Regions from separate parts of the Xenopus laevis genome. Here region 1 is linked to region 2. The links are chromatin contacts, called in public Hi-C maps. All regions are on one chromosome and are shown on one strand. Each heading gives the region's core, a stretch centred on a gene start, on an enhancer-like site or on the middle of the called end of the contact. The rest is flanking DNA. Distances are from core to core; before and after follow the strand shown.

Region 1 (5,613 bases), core at 848-3,347, 75 kb after region 2:
AGTCGAGAGTCACAAATTCAGTTCATATGGGAATGTGTGGGAGCCGAGTAGCTGCTCCTGTGCTTCTGCAGGTTGTCTGCTGCCATCTCTAACCCTTAATATGCCATCTCTGATCCCTGATATGGGGGTGCAATACAGTTAGGGACCTGGGAGAAAAACATCACTGGTGATATTGCCCATAGCAACTAATCAGATCTTTGATTTTGTTTTCTAACTTGTACGTGATTGTTTATTGGTTGCTATGGACATCACCAGTGATGTTTTTCTCAATGTTTTACACGGTATGATAAATTGGCCCCTTACTGTTCGGGGTCACTAATCACATCACATTTTAACTGTATTTCCTTGTGCAGCCATGTGACCATTTGTACCCTAAACCTCAATTTCACTTTCCCTGTGGAACTGCTTCATCAGTCCCACCCTGACCTCTTCTTCTTCAAATTCTATGTGTTACTGTGACTCCTCTGCTATAGTCATCTCTATCCCATCAGGCACCACATGTCTCTCTTCTGCACCACCAGGCCCTTCATTTCTCATTCCTGCCCCATCAGGCCCCAAATTTCTCCTAATTTCTCTTCTCTACCCCACCAAGCTGTACTTTTTTCTTCTTTGTGGCATCAGGCCCAGCGTTTTTCTTTGTTTTTTTCTCTGTTCCATTAGCCTGTGCATTTCTCTTTTCTGCCCATTTGTTGCACATTTCTCTTCTTGCCCCACCGTGCTGCTCATTTCCTTTTTCTGCCCTATGAGGCGCATATTTCTCTTTCCTGACCCATCAGGCCCCTGAATTTGCTCTCCTGCAGGTTGTCTGCTGCTATCTCTAACCCTTAAAGGGTTAAAATCATCCCTGATATGGGGGTGCAATACAGTTAGAGACCTTGGAGAATATTGGAGAAAAACATCATTGGTAATGTTGCCCATAGCAACCAATCAGATATTCATTTTGTTTTCTAACTTGTACGTGATTCTTTATTGGTTGCTATGGACAACATCACCAGTGATGTTTTTCTCCATCAGACTGTGCATTTCTCTTCTTGCCCCACCATGCTGCTCATTTCCTTTTTCTGCCCTATGAAGCTCATATTTAACTTCCCTGACCCATCAGGCCCCGAATTGCTTCTCCTGCAGGTTGTCTGCTGCCATCTCTAACCCATCGCATCACGTCTCTAGGTGCCCACCCCCATCTCCAGCTGAATGCAGCTCTTTCTATTTACATCCTCATTGGTGTTGCTAAATATATCTCATTTATGCGGCATGATGGGATTTGTGCAAAGTGCTTCACCGCCCCCCCCCCCCCCCGAGTTGTTCTACAAGTGGAACTTGAAAGTTCCAGAGAAACATGTTATAATTTCCTGTGATTGAAGAGGAAAGCCACTGTGCAGAGTCTCTATGGAATATAAATGGAAGGGAGTAATTCATACATAGGTGCAGACTGTACAGTTGTACAATTAATCTTTACAAATGCTGTAACCGTGCATGGAAGACAGTTTGGACTTGGTCATCATTTACCATTTTTTTTGTGGTTGGTAAATTGTTTACATTGCTTGCTGTCGGGCTCCCTAGTTTGACATTGAAAACAGCTGTCTGTGTCACTGACCCAAGTCACAGCCTACCAGTGCCAATGTCAGAATGAAAGATCAACTCTACTGTAAAGCTGAACAGACATGGCTCCTTCCAGACTGAGATGTTAGTTTATTGGCCAATCCGAGAGCTTGTGACTGTGTGTGTCATTCTTCCATTATAATAACAATATTATTATATTATTATGTTATGTGCTGACTTTGGAGGACAGTGAGCCTATTTACAGCCATGCTAGCTGGAGACTCATATACCTGAATTGTCCAAGAGAGTAGGAAAAATATGGAAGCTTAGAAAAGGCAGAGCAAACAAAACAATTAAACTTGTATATGATCATTGAACAATAGGACAAACCTGTGTCCCAAGCAGGCTCATAGACTATGGCCCTGTCATTGGGAAGCAGCAGCTCACAGCACAGAGCCCAGCATTATTCATAAGGGAAATGTAGGTTTCCTGCTAGAGAATGGGAAGCTCGGGGTAGAGCCAAAGGAAACAGCCTCTGGTTTCCCGAATGGCATCTCATATGTGTGATAAGCTGGGGTGCAGGCTACTGAATGTCCTGCCTGCTGGGGTGGCCTATAGAGCACACAATGAGTCGCAGAACTTGCTTAATTCTCCCAGGCCCTAGCCAATAACTCTGGTTAAGATAAGGGGTTTCAGCTTGAGACAAGGCCAGGATACTTCAAGGTCTCTCTCTAAACTCTGCAATTAATTACAGCTTTATTCTGGGAAATGGCTATTACAAAAGGAAATCTAAAAAGCCAAACTCTGGTCACATGTGATACATCAGGGCTGATCATCACATGGATACGGGGTGACTCACTGGCTAAGATTTTCGTTTTTAAACACAAAACTATGCTTTAAATTCCTCATGCTGTGTCTTTGCATGCTCATTATATTATATTGGCGCGGGTTCTTATTTAGCTGCATATTTGCGCATATTTATATGAGCCAGCCCCATTCCTCATCAGAATTACCAGCTAAATCTTATCTAATGGAATGGTGCCCTCTTGTGGCAGAATCAGCAGCATTAATAAAAAGGCTGGTAGAATGATTGCTTGGCTGTTCCAGGCAATGATTTGTGATGCTGCATTTCTGAGAAACAGGAGCCCCTTGTCTTGTTCTGCCAGATCATCTAAGTAATATTTTATTGGATCAGAATTGGAGTATAAAGCTTCTTTATATGCTTCTTTAGTGAGTGGGATTCCAGTGTTTCAATGGTATGAGCATTGTGGGTAAAGAAGGGCACCACAAATGGACTGGAAGTTCTATAAGCCTGAATATGGTGCCCAAATAGGATTTTAAGCTCTGTGGGGCAAAGCTTAATTAGCATGTACTGTAAGCTTCACTGGGCATAGTAGGGCACTGTAATTAACGTGTACACAAAAGGACAAAGTAAGGCACCGTAATTATTGGGCAAGTTCTATTCGATTTAGGGTTTGACTGAATCCCAAAAATATGAGTTCAGTTTTTACCTAAGTAGAATGAAAACATTACAAGGCAAAACAGTTCAGTTTATGTAGAGGCTGGTACAAGGCAAGTTCTACCTTGTAAATAAAGAGAATGGGTGGGGGACAGATTTCGAGATTGTGATTAAGGGCACCATGGTTATTGGGCAAGCTTTCTAGGGCAAAGAAGAACACTGTAATTAGAGTGCAAACACTATTTGGGCCAAGAAGGCACCATCATTATTGGACAAGCTCTGCAGATCAAGCAGGCACTATGATTAGTATGTAAAAAATGTTGGGCAAGCTATGGTATCATAATTAGTGTATAAGCTCTATGGGGCAACGTAGGGCCCCTTTATTAGCTGGTAAGCCCTATGGGTATTTCTTTCTTTCTTTGAATTTATTAAGCCCTATGGAGCAACATTTGGTGCCATATTAACAGGGATAGAACTATGGAGCAAAGTAGGGCACCATAATTATTGGACAAGCTCTATAAGGCAAAGTAGGGCACTGTAATTTTTGTGTAAAGATTCGGAGTTGTAGTCATACAGCAGCTGGAGGGCAGTACTTTGGGGATCTCTGAATAATCTCCCCCCCCCCCACACACACACACAAACTTCCCTCAAATGAGGGCCTCGGCCTCCCTGCTCTGTCTAATGCTCCCTTTCCTCTTATTTCAACACATTAAACGTTTCTAACCTTTCCAAAACCTTTACAGGCTGCAGTGGTGTAAACAATAGAAACCATGTGTATTCCAGATGCTTCTTGTATAGAGAGCTAGAATCTCAATCATAATCCATGACCTGAGAGAAGAAATATGCAGATGTGCCAGGATATCCCCCTGCTGAGTGCAATCAGTAACATCACAACCTCTGAAAATTAACCTAAATCCCCTTATCCCAACCCAGTTTTGTTTTCCTGATCTGCACATTTCAGGCTCCAATAAAAAGACCAGTGTCTCTCTATTTCTCTTGGTGATTCTGGTGACAAATTGGATATAAATTTTGATGTTTATTTAGCTTCAAGACTTGTGGGCTCTCCGGCCTTTGATGGGAAAATTAATACAGCTGCTTCATAGTCATTTCTACTAAAAATAAAGGTTGTTTATGAGACACTAAGCACTTGCGCACAACTGCAGCCTCTCATTAGCAGGGCAGCCTTAGTATGGTGGGAAATGTTATAACACAGGGACTGGGTGATACAGGTTGGACAGGCCTGGTATGTTTGCATCTATCTTTATATTGCAGATACCGTATACACAGCACTGTAAATATATACAGTAACAGTACAGTTGGACAAACATGGCAATAAAGTCTCAACAATTGTCATGTTAAAAGATACAGGAAAAAGAATGTCTCTGCCCCATAGAACTAACAATCTAATAGGTATAAAGTGCTTGTGCCGCAGTCCCTTCCCCAACAATAAAATAAAAGATAAAACGGTGGTGTGCTCTATGGGGTCCAAATTGTACCTTATTATGCCCTGGTCTTTCTGTGCCCTTTTAGTTTGATATTCTTATAAATCTGGCTCCCAGGTCGTGTAGCAGAAGATGTAATAAGTATTTTCCCTGGCACACAGCCATGTGTATGGGATGGGTAGAGCATTTGAGTGGCAGGGGTAACTATGGAGGGGGGGATAGGAAGCAGATCGGAGTGCAGATAGAGGGAACTTCCCTTCTGCATATTATTCATGATTTGTTTGGGAAAGAGGAACAGATAAGATGCTTTTATTTACAGTCACAGCATCGCCAATGTTTGTTTCATGACATGAGAGTGGTGGAGACAGATCTGCGCATCTTTATAGGAGACCTAGGAGCTGTTAAATTAGCCATTTAGCAGTAAAAATCATTGAAAGAAAACTATGTTTGCTATAAAACACCACATAGGGCATTAAACACAGACTCTTCCTTTCATTCCCACAACCACTGAGCTGCCACGCTTGCTGTATTTTGCACTTGTGGTCAAGACTGGGGGATCTGCCAAATTGCTCTGACTCTCTAAAACAGAATGTGAGTCCGTGCCAGTCTTCACTATGAGGGTCCCATTTACAGGGCCTCTTGTATATATGTGTTGCAGCTATACACAGTATCTTCTCTGTGGTGCCACTTCTATATTTCCTGAGATTTATTGTTTTTGGCCGTTCTGTTTGCTTTAGAAAAATTGGTCTTCTCTACAGTTCCAAACTCCTCGCAGTAACCACCTCTGGCACTACTACACACAATGAACTACACAGATTGAAGGTGCCAACCCTATTAAATGTGAAAAGCGGATGTAAAATTCCTTGTGGCACAGCTTATTGTGATCCTAGAGTGGCGTGCAACAAGTTGTGCCACACTCTGAACTCTATATAGTGATTTTAAACTAGGGAGCACCTTTTGCCCTTTAGAGGTAGATATTGACATAAATATTGTGTTACTGTATCTTCTCGTGTGAAATAATAGCATCCCCTTTCACCCCATGCAGATGTTTGACTGGATCACACACAACAAGGAGGTGTTCCTACAGGGCCACACGGAGATTGGGATGAGCTACCAACACGCCATCGATCTTCAAACCCAGCACAACCACTTCGCAATGAATTCTATGGTGAG
Region 2 (6,056 bases), core at 141-2,640:
CGATTCACTAAATTCGAGTGAAGGATTCGAAGTAAAAAAACTTTCGAAGTATTTTTTGGGCTACTTCGACCATCGAATGGGCTACTTCGACCTTCGACTACAACTTCGAATCGAAGGATTCGAACTAAAAATCGTTCGACTATTCGACCATTCGATAGTCGAAGTACTGCCTCTTTAAAAAAAACTTCGACCCCCTACTTCGGCAGCTAAAAGCTACCGAAGTCAATGTTAGCCTATGGGGAAGGTCCCCATAGGCTTGGCTAAGTTTTTTTGATCGAAGGATATTCCTTCGATCGTTGGATTTAAATCCTTCGAATCGTTCGATTCGAAGGATTTAATCGTTCTATCGAAGGAATAATCCTTCGATCGTTCGAGTGTAGCATTTGCGCTAAATCCTTCGACTTCGATATTCGAAGTCGAAGGATTTTAGTTCCTAGTCGAATATCGAGGGTTAATTAACCCCCGATATTCGACCCTTGATGAATCGGCCCCTTAGAGTTCCTAGTATAACTTAACCTGCAGCCTTGTGCCTTTAAATGGTCACATAACCACTGAAAGTAGGATGCTTGGGTACTTATGGGAAGGGCAATGAGGATCTAAGTTCAACACAATGAACTTGAATGGGGAGGCCTCCTAAACATTGTGCCTTTGTTTTCTGCTTCATAGGAAAAGATTAAAGGTAATAACACACTATGGAACTAGGGTTGCCACCTTCACTGGATAAAAATACCATCCTTCCAATATTTGATATATTTCCCCTATTAATAACATTGGGATCAAGTATTATCTTTATTGCCCAGGTGACATAGAACTATGAAAGTGACATTGAAGATTCTAGTGTTCCTTCACAGGTAAAAGACATTGTGTTTTATAGGGCAAATATGGACAGGACAATCAGGATGGTGAGGTCCATGAAAAAGGGGCAAGATGGGTACTGGCTGGATGCAGGGGCCACTGTAGATTTGTTAGAGAGATGCATTGGACCCTTTAAGAAATAATACTAGGGGTCCCTATTGAGGTGACTAAGAGGATGTTGTATAGGACCCCTGTATAAGTGGCAAGAGAGGTAGAGTTACAGGCTAGGGGGTTCCTAGACTTGTGTCAGGATGTGTGGGTCCCTATAGAGGTGGCAGAGAAGACGTTGGCTGTTAACTCTATGGAAGTGGCAATCTATAGGGGTGGCGATGAGGAGGGTGATCGCTATGGCCCCTATGGACGTTTCATTCATGATCTGTGGGCCCCTGTGGAGATAGCAATAACGGATGCTAGGGCCCCCATCAGGATACTGCAGGTCCTACAGAGTGTGGCCCCTGAACAGCAGGCAGGCGCAGAGCAGTAGCAGCGAGAGCGGAGGGGCATTGTTGGGAGCGGAGGGGAGGAGGGGAGCAGGAGCTGATGGAACAATAGAGGGAGGGAGGGAGACTGGAAGGAGACAGGCGGAGGAAGAGACACAGGCAGCGGGGCTTGCGGGGGATATGGATCCGGGCAGAGCAGCCCCAGTGCCCGCTGCAGCACAGTGAGCGCCTCCCGGATACAGCCCCGCGCCCCCGGGCCCCAGCTCGGAGCCATGAATGCGGCGGAGGGTGCGGATGATGGAGGGGGAGCGGATTCCGAGGTGGATGCCTTTTTCCGCACAGGTAAGACGGCTGGAAAGCCCCGGCTGGGGCAGGACGAGTACCGGGGCGATCCTGGGCAATGACACCCTGGGGTGGGAGAATATTCTGGGGTCAGATGTGACATTTGGGGCAAGAGCTGACATTAGGGGCAATACTGGCTGTCAGATGTGACATGGGGGTGGGGGGGTTGAGAGCAGATATCACACTGAGAGGCATTTTTGGGAACAGGTGTGTCATTGGGAGGAATACAACACTGATACACATGTTGTTGGGGAAAATGCTGTGGTCAGTGTATCAATGGGAAAAATATTGGGGGGCAAATGTGTCATTAGGAAAATACTGGGGGGCACATGTGTCAATGGTGGAACATACTGGGTGTAGATTGGACATTGGGTTAAATAAGGGGGGCAGATGTGTAATGAGGGAAAATATTGGGGGGCAAATGTGTCATTAGGAAGATACTGGGGGGCAGATGTGTCATTGGGGGAACACACTGGGTGCAGATGTGACATTGGGTAAATAAGGGGGGCAGATATGTAATGAGGGAAAATATTGGGGGACAGATGTACATTAGGAATATACTGGTAGACATAAGTGTCATTGAGAAAATAAGGGAACAGATGTGTCATTGGTAAAAAATAATGAGGGACAGATGTTCACTGATGAAAATACTGGGGGTGCAGATTTGTCATTGTGGGAAATACTGGGGACAGATGAGACATTGAAGGATTGGTTAAGAGCATTAGGGGATTCTGGAGGCAGATATGGCATTGATCGGAATGTTGGGGGCAGATTTGTCATTAATATGCATAACTTATTTGGTGGGGGTTAATATTGGGGCAATTGTTGATGCAGGTATTTTATTGAGGGAAAGTTATGTATAATTAAATCTACTAATCACTGCAGCCAATAGGGTAAATAATAAGGGGCTGATGGGACATCTGGGGAGGTTGTGGGGCTGATGTTGCAGTGTAAAAGAAGGCAAATTTTATTTGGTGGGTGCCAATATCGGGGCAGGCATGACACTGAGGGGGCTGTTACTAGTATACGAATATCAGTGCTATTTACTAATTGCAGCACCTACTGTGCTATGGTGCAGCCTGTTATCCCCAGCCTTGAAAGCCCATCGTTACAGATTTTTTTCCACATTATCTGTCCCTAAATTGTTACCATGGCAATTGGTGTTACTGTCTCAGCTTTGCATCATACATGAACACAGTGCCAAAGTGCCCATGATGAGTTATGAGCCTGGCACCTAACTAGAGCGGTGCTCCTAATGTAAAAGAAAGTCTGCGTGTACATTGTTCATATTGGGGTAATATATACTGTGTTTAGTAACGTATGACCTCTGTGCACCGGTATTGATTGTGATGTATGTAACTCCATATGTTCTATGTACTGTATATAATTCATGTGATTTAGTTGTATGATCACATTTACTTTACAGTGCTACGCAATATGTTGGCGCTATATAAATACATGTTAATAATAATAATGATTTGGGGAGAGTATGTAGGAATGTAAAATATTGGAGAGTGTATGTGACAATGCAGCATAAATGGGAGAATATCTAGAAATATAAATGTTACACTTTTTTATATAAAGGCCCCTATCAGACATACAAAGCCGCACCAGAACCAGAACCAGAAATGTAATCAAAGCATTTTTTATATATATATATATATATATATATATATATATATATATATATATATATATATATATATAAATATATATATATATATATATATATATATATATATATATATATATATATATATATATAAAATGCTTTGATTACATTTCTGGTTCTGGTTCTGGTTCTGGTGCGGCTTTGTATGTCTGAGAGGGGCCTGTGCCTTGGAAATTCTAATGAGGTTTCATTATTTATCTCATGTATTTATTTAATGTAAATCATTTCTGTAATCAGTATTAGTGTCCTCCATCTTTTGCTATCCCATAATGCTGCTGGGTGTACACAGAACATCACTTCTGTGTGGGAAACACTTCCTCATTCTCTCAGCATGTGATTGGCTGTGTTCTGTTTGCAAACCTAGTTATGTTATTGTGCCCCTGTAGGGATACAAAGCATTGATTAAATATGACCCCCCCCCCTCAGAAACCTTTAAATAAATCACTTGTTTAAGATTTTATGACTTTTGTCCAATGACTCCCTTTATATATAAAGTTATACACAACTGTCATAATGTTATGCGACTGGTCTCTAACTATATTACGGTCTCTTATTATGTATAAATAGTATATGTCTGTCTTGTAACTATATGCTGGCTTCTCTCTATGAGGTACAGTTATCAAAGACTGAAGTTAGAAATCTCCACAGTCCGCTGGAGTGAAATTCCACCGCTCTCCATTCATTTTTCTATGGGATTTTTAAAAGAGTATTTATCAGTGGGGGAAAGTGAAAGTTCATTCTTTGATAAATATGCCTTTCCAAATCCCATAGAAATGAAGGAAGAGTGGCAGAATTCACTCTTTGATAGATATACCCCTATGTTTCAGTGTTATGTGGCTGTCCTGTAACTATATACTGTTCTCTCCCAATGTATAAATGCTATGTGATTGGTCTTTAACTATTTAATGGCCTTACTCCATGTTAAAATGTCATGTGACTGCCCCCTAACTAAATCATGGCTTCTCCCTATTTATGTGATTGTCATCTAACAGTATCATTGCTTTTCCCTATGTATACATTTAATGACTGTCTAAATTAGGGTCTCATTTTAATGTTAATATCTGTGCATTTTTGTGCTACGTCCTTCAGTAGTCTCTATAGCATATCATCCCCATCATAAAACTTGTATGTCACTTGTCACTAGTATGAGATTTTATGTGGCTGTAAGACACCATGGACTCTGCCTATGTATAAATGTTATGTGACTGCCATCTGATGATATTATGATGTCTCCCTATGTATTCATATTACGCGACTGCTCTGCTCTCTGACTATTTCATGGTCTCTCTCTATACATAAATGTTATGTGACTGTCCTAACTAACTATACCATGTTCTTTTGTATAGATGTTATGTGGCTGCTCTCTAATGATAGCATGATCTCTCTCTATGTGTAAAGATATGTGACTGTCATCCAAATATATTATGGTTTTCCCTAGGTATAAATGTTATGTAATTGGTCTCTAACTATATCATGGCTTATACTTCTGTATATAGTGGCTTCTCCCTATGTGTCAATGTTATATGTCTGCCCTCTAACAATATGGATGTCATGGCTTCTCCCTATGTGTCAGTGTTATACGGCTGCCCTCTAACAATATGGATGTCATGGCTTCTCCCTATGTATCCCTTTAAATTGATAGCAATATAAAGGTGGGTGGATGAGGTAGACCAGAGCGGAGCAGAGACTATGGAAACTTCCAGTATTCCATTGGAATTGTGGGATGGTTCAGATGGTTCTTTGCTGATGGAGGATATAACATGTGGTATGAATTCTCTAGTGTGTGAAAATGGTAACAGTAATTTATGGGAGGTGGCTGTAGAGTATAAGGGTTTATTTCTTTACTCCAGTTGGCATGGGCTTTCTGGCAGCCACATGAATGTCTTAACTTCCTTATTGTACACAAACCAGCAGCCCTGTTTTGCTTTGTGGCAGGGATTCTAGACAGAATGGAACATCAGGGCAGGATCACTGAATTTTCATTGAAATGTTCAAATCTAGTTGCAGCACGTGGCTTGAGATGTCTAGGATTGCTGGGAGTTGTAGTCACCCATACTGCTGTGGTATACCAATTGAATCGCAGCCATAGATATTTAGGACCAGGGAATAGTGCTAAGAGTAAATAATCGAAATGCTAAATCCTGTGTAAGAATGCAATTGCCAGGGAACAGCAAACTAGGGATGCACCGAATCCAGGATTCAGTAATTTTCAGCAGGATTTTGATTCGGCTGAATCCCTCTGCCAGGCCGAACCAAATCCAAATCCAAATTAGGGTGTGAAGGAAAAACGTGACTTTTTGTCACAAAATAAGGAAGTAAAAAATGTTTTCCCATTCATACCCCTAATTTGCATATGCATAGTATTCAGTTCGGTATTCGACGAATCTTTCAAGAAGGATTTTGGGGGTTTGGCCGAATCCAAAATAGTGGATTCAGTGCATCCCTACAGTAGTTAGAATAATGAAAGCAAAAATCAGACAGGTTGCCTTGGATAGGGGAGGCATACCTCCCAACTGTCCCATTTTGAGTGGGACAGTCCCAATTTTGACAGCTCAACCCACAGTCCCAGCTTGTTACTGAAATGTCCAGACTTTCTCTTTGACCTCCTGCACTGATGCCAGAAAAAGATACAATGTTTCTAACTTAATTGGCTTTTGGAGAGCCCAGAACAGCCACCAGGTGCACTTTTGTAACAATTTAAGATAAGCAAATATGTAATTGTAACAATTTAAGATAAGCAGGTCTCT

Evidence for each region. Hi-C and Micro-C count contacts between places; a contact is called where the count stands out from the background.
Region 1: a Hi-C map of animal cap shows a contact between it and region 2, with 5 times the contacts expected there. The contact joins the enhancer-like site here to the promoter of kalrn.S in region 2. A contact is called at or near these places in 3 of 4 Hi-C or Micro-C datasets (the XL177 cell line, the XTC cell line and animal cap).

What each region holds. Positions count from the first base shown.
Region 1 is chr9_10S:49,411,559-49,417,171 of Xenopus_laevis_v10.1, forward strand. kalrn.S (kalirin) reads left to right here. Exons shown (of 59, transcript XM_041578187.1): 6 at 5,486-5,608. Among protein-coding and RNA genes, the nearest start is that of kalrn.S, 76 kb to the left of the region's middle. Within about 2 kb of position 2,098, at least 1 of the 7 cell types and tissues checked has an H3K27ac peak or open chromatin away from gene starts, as enhancers often do.
Region 2 is chr9_10S:49,337,167-49,343,222 of Xenopus_laevis_v10.1, forward strand. It overlaps kalrn.S (kalirin), which reads left to right and starts at 1,391. Exons shown (of 59, transcript XM_041578187.1): 1 at 1,391-1,637. The coding sequence starts at 1,568.